2 separate regions of the Macaca mulatta genome follow, and region 2 is linked to region 1. Evidence: chromatin contacts called from public Hi-C data. All regions are on one chromosome and are shown on one strand. The core of a region is the stretch at or near the end of the contact, and the rest is flanking DNA. Distances in the headings are between cores, read along the strand shown.

Region 1 (6,069 bases), core at 587-3,086:
GGCCACCAGCACCGCCGACCCTCCCAGAGTGACGCCCTTGTTCACTGACAGAGAGACCTGTCCCAGGAGTGTCCTCCACCGAGCCGGTCAGCAGTGGGTTGTTTTCCTGTTACGACGCTCAGTAGCCTGTAGCAATAACAAACTAGTGGCTATGAATGCAGATGCAGTGTTCTCATAGAATAACTGTGTTCCTGCACTTTTACAGACAAATCTACGACAAAAAAAAAGATCAACTTTTTTTTTTCCCAAACAACAACAAAAAATGAATGATTACAATAGGAAAGGGAAAAATTAAATAGCTACATATCATTAACAAATTAATGTTCTTCCAAAAATACCTACAAATTTCTCTGTACATTCTTTACGCACAGCGTAATGATGGTCTTAAAATTACCTATATAAAAAAAGTGTTCTCAACGATTTTTCCTACAGAAAATATAGGGGCCTGAATGCCAAAGCTTGGAAGCCCAGTAGAGTGGGAGTGAAATGTGTGCGGGGCAAGGAGAAGGGCTTTTCTTTCCTCCACTTTTCAAAGGCCTGCAGCCACCCTGTGACTACAAGAGCCAGTCCTCCGACCTTTTCACCCAGTGCCAATTTCCAAAATTCAACAGCCAAACTGTAAAACCAGAGGTCGTGCAGTGTGCAGAGTCCACAAAGCCTTGCAGGTGAGGTGACCACACCCATGTCACCCGGTCAGGTGCCATCGTCGTGAGCCTCTGCTGGGCCAGGCGGAACACAGCACACCCCAGGCGGAGGGGACAGAAACGCTCATTGACCAAAAAGGAGCAGCTGTGACCTCCACAGCTGTGTCTGTCATGCTTGCTTCATCTAATTTCTAGTTAGTAGCTATTAATATAGCAAATAATAAAATGCAGTAATAACAGTATAAAGTCAGAGGAATGTATACTGCCTTGGCCCCAGCGTACGAGGAAGCGTATAAAACACCGTATCACAGATTGTCAGTAATCTGCTGTTCAGCCAAGAGAGTTCAAAGGGAGCAGTTTCTGCATGTAGGGAAGCTGGAAGACACAAACCCCACCTCCCCTGGGAGCTTGTAACAAAGCAGACGGGGATGCAAAAATGCTGTCAGCCGGCAGCAAAACTCCAGCATCCCACACCGCAGCTGACCCACTGCTCATCACGAGGGCCTGCCAGGAGCTGGCCTCCCGCACTGCTTGTGAGTAAAGTGAATATCAAATACAAATCTTAGAGTACAACTGTACCAGCAGTAAGTATATCTAGGACTGTAACTGACAAAAATAAACTAATTCTGAAAAGAAGATAGTAAGTATTAAGGTTTTTGTTTACTGTCTATATAATTAATAGAAACCAGCTATTTTTTCTCCATTAAAACATGCATCACGTTTAAAGCACTATGGAATCCTCCAACCTCAGCTCTAGTCTAACAAACTGCAGTGTTCAGAGAAGGTAAAATGCCCGTGATTGGTAGAGTCTGCAGTCCAGTTGCAAGCACCTGAAATCTAGAGAGAGAAAGACCTATAACCTGTATGAGACTTCCCCTTCCAAAGCTGTATTGTCTAGATTAAAAAAAAAACAAAAACAGTAACAACAACAAACACACAAATGGTCAGAAATGTCATCCTTAAACCCTTTGTTTTTCAGCAGTTTGCCCTCAGAGTTCTGGCATCACACATAAAGTTGTCAGGCAACTTTAGTCCTCCTCCAATAGTGCAAATCAGACACGACAGTTCTCTTCAAGTATACACACGCACAACGCACACACACGGACCGAACCAAACACGCCGTGGAAGCTGAGCCACACACACCCCGGTCTCAAGAAGCAAAGGAAAAAGCACAAAGCGTCTGAGTCACCAATTCATCATGGCTTGTGACTGAGAAAGCGCTGTGGAGTCCTGGCCCCGTCGGGGCGGCAGACCTGCATCAGAGGTTTCTTTGGTAACTGAGGCAGGAAGTAAGGATGCTACATTAGACAGATGTTCCACACGTAGTTCCTGCTATCATGTTTGAGGGCCCCCTTGTACGGATACCAAGCAAGTACAAAAACAGAACAAAAATCCCAACAACATGGTTTTTGCAAATAAACCATCCCTTCCCTTCCCCCCACCCCACCCCCATGATTTTTTTTTTTTTTTTTTTTTTTTTTAAAGTACTGACTGTTCAAAGCTCAGGCAAACCATGCAGATCCACGTGTTGTTGGAGGAGGCACTCCCTTCAGGAGACCACAGACGGGGAGTGACTGTGGCTGACCATGTGGGCAGAGGGGCTGGCGGACTGGCCCCTGCGAGAGGCGGACTCAGGGCTGCTGGACGCTCCGTCCTTGGCCGCTTTGATCTGGAGCCACGTGTCACCCAGAGCTTTGGCAAAGTGGTCGTCCACGGAGCCCGTGATGGACACAGAGTTGGGTGCTGGCTCGGGCTCCTTGTAATTCTTGCCCAGGCTCCTACGGAAATGCTCCTCCACCACGGGGTCACAGGTGGTGGCGGCTGTAGGCAAGCAGGAAGGCAGTCAGACACAGGTGGCCGCAGACAGGCACGGGTGCAGCCCCCTCCCTCGGGCAGCCCAGAGCTGGACTGGCTGCCACAGTCAGTGTGGGCTCTGCAAACAGAACCCACCTCCCCCGGCTAAGTGAGGCGCTTGGGCAGGTCACTCCTCTGTAAAATGGTGATGCACCGACTGCACTGGGCCAGAGTCCGAGTTCAGAAAGAGAACGTGGCATTCAATTTAACAGTAGCTGCTGCCCTCCCTGAACTAGGGCATGAGATCCTGGAATTGAGGGGGCAGCGTGTTTCTCATGCCCTTCCCACCCAAGCCACACACAACGCTAGGTGCACACTGGACGTGCTCAAAAAATACTTTTTCAACCTCAGCAATAGATGGGCTCAGGGGCGAGGGGTTTCAACCAACAGCATGACAGAGAAGGGCTCTGCTGCTACTAGCACAGCTGTGACAGGTGAGGAGGCCCGGGACACTCACCGCTTGGTGGCCTCCGGTAGCTGGCAGGCCCGGGCGCGGCACAGCCGCTGTGCGCGATGGGGCAGTGCGAGAGGTTGCAGTTGCGGGCGCCAGCCGAGGCACAGGTGATCACGGAGGGCCGGTTCTGCGGGGAAGAGGGGTGTCAGTGTGTGGAGACCCGCCTCAGTACCGGGCACCGCCCCTGGGGCCCTCCCCAGCACCCTTCAGGCTCTGTTCTGGAGCCCTTCCTGACCCCGTGTGCCACCTCCCACTTCAACACTGGAGTCCTGTTGCTAAACACGGCCAATCCACAGAGTGAGTGCAGCTCCAAGGGTGTGTGTAGTGGCCCTTGGTCGTGGCTGTTTGGATCAGTGACAGTACAAAGGACAAAAGCTCAACTGTTGAGTTGGTCTGTCCCCCTCTCTCAGATCTGTTGAGACAAACACCGAGCATCCTGTGGAGGGCAGAGGGTTGCAGGAGGGACCTCACTTCTCCCGGTAACGTCCCCAGAGCCCTTCCCATTGTGTCCACTGAGCCGCGGGTGTGCCTGGAGCCATCCAGGACACTTCAATACATGGCAATTAACTGGAAGCATTTTGCTGGAGCCAAAGCCAGCTCGAGTTGGCTTCAGTGATGACCTACAAATCAGGACAGAGAGGAAATGGAGGAAATACGCCTGAGTGTAGAACGGTACACGTCCCACCCCAGCCGGATCTGCCTTGCACACAGACTCACTCTCCTTCCCTGCCACTCCTACGCTGTCTGCCTGGCAGACTCCCCTTGTTCCTTCAAGCCCTGTTCGGATCTCTCTGTGAAGCCTTTCACTGGCTGCCCCCCGCTTCACTCCTGCTCCCCCAACCCACTAAGATTCAGCACGTGCATCGGTCTGTCCAGGTGCTCCTGTAAGACCACGCACACCAGGCAGTATGTCTGGCCCCCCAGCTCTAGGTGCAGAACCTCGGACAGAAAATATGTGTGAACTAAACAGAACTTCCTCAGGTTCCCCCAGGAAAAGTATCTTGCAATATCCCTGAGGACAAGGTGGTGGAGTATGTGGGCTGAGTTCCAGGACAGCCAGTGAGGAGCTGGTTGAAATCACCCCACAGGGACCAAGGGTGACAGTAGTGTCAGCCAGAGGGATGCTGAGCTTTGTCCTTCCCAGCCAGCCCTTTCCATTCAAGTCAGAGCAATAGCTGGTATAAAGACACAAAAGGCTTGCCTGCCAGACCTTCTCATGATAGAAAGTGATTGGGAATGGCGAAAATGGATTCTAGGATGAAAATGTGGATCCACAAGGATGAACTGGGATTAAACATAAGGGGCTGTACTTGGGTCTAACAAGAAATGACACACGCCAGGGTAGAGGGAGACGTGGCTTAGCAGCAGCAGACAAACCAAGAATTCAGGGTTTCTGAGTGGCGCAATACTTCCACAGTGGGACAGAGCTGCCCAGAGTTCGTGTCGCCTCCGTGGTGTGCACAGGTGGCAGCGCAGAGAACCTGGGCAGGTGGAGCTGGGCTGAATGTCCACGCTCTGCCTGTGGACAGGGCCTCAGGCGAGGGTCTTCACAGTGCTGAGCAGACAGGGTCGGAAAGGGGGTTGGGGACCGACAGATGGGGCCTGGAGCAGATCTCACACTGGCTGACCACAGAGGTCAAGCAGCAGCAAGAGAGCAAGATACCAAGACCTGGACATGCGCAGAGCCAGGAGGGAGGAGGGCCTGCCCCGTCCAGCTCTCAGTGAGATGGCCAGGCCCTTCCCAAGCCTGGCTGGACCCATGACCTTGGGCTCAAGGAGACCCCCCAGGATCCTCCCAATAAAACTCCCTTTTGTGCTCAGCCGGCTTGTGCTTTGCAGCGAGCATGTCCTGAGCCACGCAGATGTGGGCAACTGGGGAGACGTTTCAAGCACGGGGAGGGGAATCAAGGAAGAGGAAGAAATGAGCTCGCTGTCCAGCCTTTATGTCAGTCTATCCAAGGCAGGAAAGGCCATTTCAAAAGAGAGTCTCTAGCACGGGACCAGCAGGGCAGGCTGGCCAACTGGTATCAGAACACCTTTAGGGCATCTCCTGACCTGAGCTGCAGCGAATCACCTTAACCGGTCACCTGCAGATGCGAAGATGTTCAGTGTCTGGGTATCCTCTCCTCCTCCCCACAAGCCAGGCTGCAGGGTGGCCCGTGAGCCCTCCTGGGACTGGCTGCACCACCCCCCGGCCCCCGCTGGAGTCAGACACCTCGCCCTTGCCTCTGTGGTGGAGTGCAGGCCGGGACTCGTCCACCTAGAACAGGCCAGGCCTCCAGATGGTGAGCGTTTACGGGATCTCAAGGCTCCCCTGCCCCACGCCCTTATTTTCCAGATGGGGAAAATGAAGGCCAGAAACCCCCTGCTGGAAGTTACGCCGCAGATTTATGGCAGGGCCAGGATGAGCCTTGTCACTAACCCCTTCACCCGCTGCCCCACCCCGTGACTGTCCTCAGACAGAGGCTGCCCTGGGGGAGACAGCGCCCACCTGTCCTATCTGAAAGCAACCCCCAAGGCTGGCTGCACCAACACTTTTTTTTTTTTTTTTTGAGACGAAGTCTCACTCTGTCGTCCAGGCTGGAGTGCGGTGACGCGATCTTGGCTCATCGCAAGCTCCGCCTTCCGGATTCAAGTGGTTCTGTCAGCCTCCCGAGCAGCTGGGATTACAGGCACCCACCACCACGCCTGGCTAATTTTTGTACTTTTAGTAAAGACAGGGTTTCACCATGTTGGCCAGGCCGGTCTCGAAATCCTGGCCTCAAGTGATCCGCCGCCTCGACCTCCCAAAGTGCTGGGATTACAGGTGTGAGCCACCGCGCCCGGCCCTCGATGTGCGAAGCTTAACCCCATCCTGCCTCTCCTCACTGGCTGCTGCCCAAGGCCACCCTCTTGGTGTCTGTCTATCCTGAGCTGCCATCACAAACAAGAAATGGGGGGACACTTTCTGCAGCCTCCCCATACATGCCCCTCAGGGAACTTTCCTGTCCCAAGTTCCCAGAGATCTGAGTCACATTTTCTGCCACACAGAGGAAGGTTTCCACCATGTCCACCCACAGGGCTGCAGCATGCATTCTGCCTGCCTGTGGACACAGAGCTTTGCTGTCACCCCAGGAA
Region 2 (5,836 bases), core at 1,075-3,574, 85 kb after region 1:
CTGTATTTATTCTGGTGTTAAAATAATGTTAACTCTCATAATAAGGAAAAGAGGAGCAGATGTTTAAACCAAACAGACTTTAGTCCATTATCCCATATAGCTACTCAACTTTCAAAATCAAAGTTTCTTCCTCCCAAATACCGAGGGAGAAGAGAAGAGAAGAGAAGAGAAAAGAGAAGAGAAGAGGGCAGAGCACTCTAGTTTCCTGTGTGTTGCGTGCTACACAACAACTCGTCCTGGGCTGGCTGTCCATAAGCTGGTCCTCACCAATCGGAGACAGGAAAAATTAATCTGGTATCTGGTATCAATTTCCCTACAATCTTATATTTCTCTCTTAGGCCATTATGTTTTGTTTTTAAAATATCATATTACTTGTTGGCAAAGACAATACAACAGAAATTGCCTCAAAAGTTTCTCTTTCTTGTTGGGGGAAGTGGGGGATGGTTAAAAAAAAACAACAAAAACAAAACCCTGACTGCAATGTGTGAATGTCACAGGAAACAAGCCCAGCAATGGCTGCTTATGGCTTTCTAAAGTCGTCTACCTTTTTAAAGTGAGTTCAGAAGCAAGATGTTACTTAATACATCAGATGCAAAGAAAGCAATTCACTAAAATTCTCATAGCAAGAACTAGTAGGAGTAAAGAAAAACAAATACCCTTTTTAAGAAACGTTAAATATGAGATCCTTATCCATAGAGTTTTAAAAAACAACACGAATGAGGGTTTTTTTTTTTCCTTGAAGGGGAAAAATATTCTTGAAAGGGTAAGTTTTCAACTGATTAGGAAACAGGCCTGAAGTTTTTAGACTAAAAATTACAAGTGAATTACCCTCCCAAGTTTTTGTAACTGTTTTCTTTTTCAAGAGAAATGTCCCGTGTATCATTGGAGAAAAAATGGAAACTGCTTCTGCTGAATGAGAAAGAGAAGAGTCCCGGATGTGTGTGTGGTTACAACAAAAAATACACTTCCTGCCAGGCCGAACTCCCCCGGAGATGCCTCTCGGCGGCAGACCCAGGCCATTGCCACTTTTTCAAATCGCACGTAGAGGATGTTCCAACCGCTTAAGAAATTGATTTTTCTCTTACTGCTACCAGAGACAGCTTGAAATACAAGACAGTGGGGGAAGCACCTCGCGGGCAGTAGGAGGTAATAAATTAGAATTGAGCGCGGCTTTCTCTTTTTCAGGGCAGGCTGGGGGTCGGGGTGTTGTGTAATCGCTCCCACAGGGAGCAGAGCGCGAGGAACACCCCCCAATGTCAGCGCTCCCCGGGCTGCACAGGAAGCGCCAGCGAGACAAAGAGCCGGCCTGTGCTCGCTGACACGGTGCCCTTCCAGCCCCACGCGGGAGAGCGACATTCTCCGCTGTTTGGGACACTCACTCGCGAGCACAGAAACTCGCTGTAACTTTGGCTCCCCCTCCGTGAGCTGCAGGGCGCTGTGGCCCACAACGGGGTACAGTAGACGGTGCAATCCTTACCAGCCCCTCCCCCAAACAGAGGCTCAACTTTTACCGGCGTCCTACAAGTCCTTCCCCTAAAGACAACATTAACGGAAATCAAAAAGACATACATTTTAAAGAGTTAAAAATGTAAGGCGCGAGTACGTTGCAAGCATAAAACAAACTTTGAAGGGTTTCTACTTCACCGCCTCCCCGTCCAGCCCCCTCCACCGCCCCCCGCAGCCTGAGATTCGAACACACTCGGTGCCGAACCGAATCTAAGAAACGCCGGCCTTTCAAGCGCCCTACAGCCCCGAGAAGGACAGCAGGGCTTAGAAGGCAGGCACCCAGCACACTGAGGAGGAGTGGCCGGGAAGAGCAACGGGCAGTAATTCTACAGCAGGACATCTACCTTCATAGCACAGAATGCCGATATTGTTGTTCATCTTGTCCAAGTACTGATAGTTCAACAGGTCCATCTTCATAAATAGCATTTATTGGGCTAGCAAAGAAAACCAGCTCTTTGCTTTCGCCCCAAAAGAGTTAAGTTTCAAAAATGAATCCTGGCTCTTCAACTTCACAAAGGCAGAGGCCCAGCCTCAGACTATGAAAACAAAGTATGCAAAAGTTTAAAAAAAAAAAAAACCCAGGCACAAAAAATCGAGCTCACACGAAACCCTTCAAGGGCTTACTGGTAGACGGTGTATGTACTGTATCCCCGATCGAGTATGAAAAGAGCGTTTCAGAAGTCCTTACAAGTCCTTCCTGGAAATGGAAAAGAGTGAAAAAGAGAAACGCGCAGCCCGTTTCCTAGGACAAAGCGGCGCCGGCCCCGCTCACAGCCCGCTGCAAGCCGGCAGCGCTGACATGCGGGCTATGCTTGGCATGACTCCTATGCGGCCGCTTCCTCTTCCCGCAGGAGGCCGAGCATGCTCACTGCGCCGCGCGGCAGAGGCAGGGAGGGCTTCTGCACAGGATCAGCCTCTCAATGTAGCAAGTGTTGGAAAGAAAGAGAAAGGGGAGGGGGAGAGACTCTAGAGACGGGGCCTTGGCAGAGTGGCTCTTGACAGGAAGCAGCCCGGCCGCTGCAAAACCGTAGGAGGAAAAAAGAAAACCCAGGAAGTTTCTTTTTCAGGAGCTGAGTACAAAGTAAAAAATTCATCATGGAAGCAAACTTCCATGGAATGCAACTTTCGTGAAATTTCACGTTGGGGCTTCAGAAACCCGAAGTGCTAGTGATGCATAAGCCATATATATACAGTTTCTTTGTTTCTTTTAAAGATTGTTTTATAAAGTCCATTTACACTTTAGCTGGATATTTAAATTTCTTATGTTAACGTTACATATAACTTTTTCCATAATCCCCATAACAACTGAGATGGACAGGGCAGGGAGGGTATCACCCTTTCACAGCAGAGGAAACTGAGGTTCAGATGGATTAAATGACTGGCCTACAGCCCCCAAAATAGTTGACAGAACTACTTTTAAAGTGTTTTTTCCCTCCTAATGTTATAACTTTATTAAAAAAAACAAAAAACAAAAAAACGAGGGGGCTGGGTGCAGTGGTTCACACCTGTAATCCCAGTCGAAGCAGGCAGATCACTTGAGGTCAGGAGTTCGAGACCAGCCTGGCCAGCATGGTGAAACCCCGTCTCTGCTAAAAATACAAAAATTAGCCTGGCGTAGTAGTGCGCACCTGTAATCCCAGCTACTCAGGAGGCTGAGGTGGGAGAATTGTTTGAACCTGGGAGGAGGAGGATGCAGTGAGCCAAGATCGTGCCACGGCACTCCAGCCTGGGCAACGGTGTGAGACAAGGAGGGGAGAAGAGGTGGAAGAGTGTTTAAGCAAATAAGGCTATAATATCAAAAATTGAAAATGTACTTCAAATTATAGAAGGAAAGGGTAAAATTATTTTCATTTGGCATGTATGACACCCACCTGTGTATAAGAAGCTAGTGGCATGCAGCTGTACTATTTGCTATTGTTAGGACCCGGGGCTTAAACTTTCATTACCCAGTGCCTAGCACAACCAAGTTTAGGTGCCCAGAAACTGTTTACTTAATGAGTGAACCACTGAATGTTCAGTTTTCAGCACATGAAGAATATGTTAACAAAATAGAAAAAAAAACTCTAAATGTTTGAATGAATATTCTAAAAATATATTTTCAATATTCTAAAATAATATTTGAATAAATAATTTGAAGGAGTTATATGTTAAAAATCCAGCAATAGTTGCATTGGATTTATTAGGCGTACTCATGGCAAGGTGTTCTAATGAAATCCTACTTGGGAGTCCGGATGCGGTGGCTCATGCCTGTAATCCCAGCACTTTGGGAGGCTCAGACCGGCAGATTGCTTGAGGTCAGGAGTTTGAGAACAGCCTGGCCAACATGGTGAAACCCTGTCTCTACTAAAAATACAAAAATTAGCCGGGCGTAGTGACATGTGCCTGTAATCCCAGCTACTCGGGAGGCTGAGGCAGGAGAATTGTTTGAACCAGGGAGGCAGAGGCTGCAGTGAGCCAAGATTGTGCCACTGCACTCCAGCCTGGGTGACAGAACAAGACTCCGTCTCAAAAAAAAAAAAAAAACTTATTTGGAAATTCATATGACATCCAAATACTGTTGCCGTCATTGCTCCAACAGTAATCACTGGGGTGACATCAGGGGAAGTAAGTAAAAGGGGAATCAAGATTTCACAAGCTTTCATTTATAAGAATATTTATTGATGCTATATTACATGTAATATGCTATAGTGAAAGATATGTATCCTATCAATTGTAATTAAAATACTTAATGGTATTTGGTGGGGAGGATTTAAGAAAACTTAAAACTCATAACATCCAGTATACACAAGATCATTGCACTGAAAACAAACAATATCAGGTATCAGATTTAAATTCAACTGATAGTTTTGGAGTACTCTTACTGTGCTATGTTTTTACATAAATTCTCAATCAGAAAACTTTATCCATCATTAGAATATCCCACATGGGAGAGAGGTGACTGCACATTAGAACCGGGGGGAGCTTTTAAAAATCTTGATACTGAGGTTGCAACCCAAACTCATCTGAGGGGGTGGGAACCAGCAGCATTAGCTTCTAAAGTCCCAGGTGATTCCAATATGCAGTCAAGGTTGAGAACCATTGCTTTCATCTGGGAAGGAAAAAAAAACAAAACCCTGCCTTAAGATATTTTGTTTTATTCACTTATTTTGACATGAAGAGGTTTTTTTTTTTTTTTAATAGTGATTTAAGCACATGATTCAAACAATACCATTGTAGAAAATGAATCAAATATTTGGTAACTTCCCTTTAGTGACTCAGCATCATTTACAATAGCAGTTCTCAGGCTCCAGGTGGCAACCATTTTCATGGACACTGTCTCACAGCTCTACCTTGACTGTTGTAATATTCCCAGCCAACAGCCACCACGTCTTTCCCGCTGATCCGGGAGGCTAGCACGGTGCTACCCAAGTGTGATCCAGAGGGGTTCGAGCACCAGGTGTTCCTAGTCCCCAAAAGCTAGATACAGAAACTAAGAATGAACATTTAAAACTTCTATAGCAATTTGACAGACTAATTTTATGTCTCTCTAATCTTAATATTAAAGCAATTAGAGGGCTGTAGTTTTCAGTTATTTTCTAATTATTGCATTACATTTTATAAACTATCAGTCTGCAACAAAGTCTTGGGGGAAAATAAAACAAACCTGGTTTCACAGAGAAGCTTGTGCTCCAGAGGGGCCAGCTACAATAGCCAGCCTCTGCAGGCTGGGAGCGCCTCCTGGACCGACTCTAGGCCTTTCCATCCCAGCCCCTGACAACTTTCACCTTAGTTTCAAGCACACTGGATGACCTGCAGTTAGTTATTCCACAAATCACATCAGTTCGCTTCTCAGTGTGCAAGACGCCTCTTCTTTCCCAGCCTGTCTGCTCAGCAAACATCCTCTCTTCCTTGAGACTTGTCAGAAAGCCCCTCCTGTCCTGTGAAACCTCCCTGGGACCCTGTCCTACCATCTCCTCACACGCTACTCCAAGCTATCCTTTTACAGGATAAGTAGTCCTTATCCAAAATACCTGGACCATAAGTGTTTTGGATTTCAGACCTTCTTGGTTTTTGGAATATTTGCATTATACTTACCAGTTGAGCATCTCTAATCAGACTTTTAAAGTCTGAAATCTGAAATTCTCCAATATGAGAGTTTCACTTGAATGTTGTACCAGCACTCAAAACTGTGCGGATTTTGGAGCATTTTTCATTTCAGATTTTTGGATTAGGATGCTCAACCCGCACCTTATATGTGCTTCGTTCCTAGCCAAGTCCAGACCTTCGGAGCAAGGACTATGCCTTCCTCACCTTTTCAAGGTCAATCTGGCAGAAGCCTGGCACGTGGTAG

What was found. Hi-C and Micro-C count contacts between places; a contact is called where the count stands out from the background.
Region 2: a Hi-C map of CD4 T cells shows a contact between it and region 1, with 2.8 times the contacts expected there. The contact joins the promoter of VGLL4 here to the enhancer-like site in region 1. A contact is called at or near these places in 6 of 14 Hi-C or Micro-C datasets (CD4 T cells, blood, cortical neurons and 3 more).

The regions. Positions count from the first base shown.
Region 1 is chr2:150,394,950-150,401,018 of T2T-MMU8v2.0, forward strand. VGLL4 (vestigial like family member 4) reads right to left here. Exons shown (of 5, transcript NM_001194848.3): 4 at 2,956-3,079; 5 at 1-2,465. The coding sequence ends at 2,194. LOC144339281 (a long non-coding RNA gene) reads right to left here and starts at 5,880. Exons shown (of 2, transcript XR_013414175.1): 1 at 4,449-5,880; 2 at 3,201-4,379. It also overlaps a transcript of ATG7 not described here. Within about 2 kb of position 1,837, at least 4 of the 40 cell types and tissues checked have an H3K27ac peak or open chromatin away from gene starts, as enhancers often do. A contact at or near this core is called in CD4 T cells, where this site is marked.
Region 2 is chr2:150,479,638-150,485,473 of T2T-MMU8v2.0, forward strand. VGLL4 (vestigial like family member 4) reads right to left here and starts at 2,325. Exons shown (of 5, transcript NM_001194848.3): 1 at 1,851-2,325. The coding sequence starts at 1,932.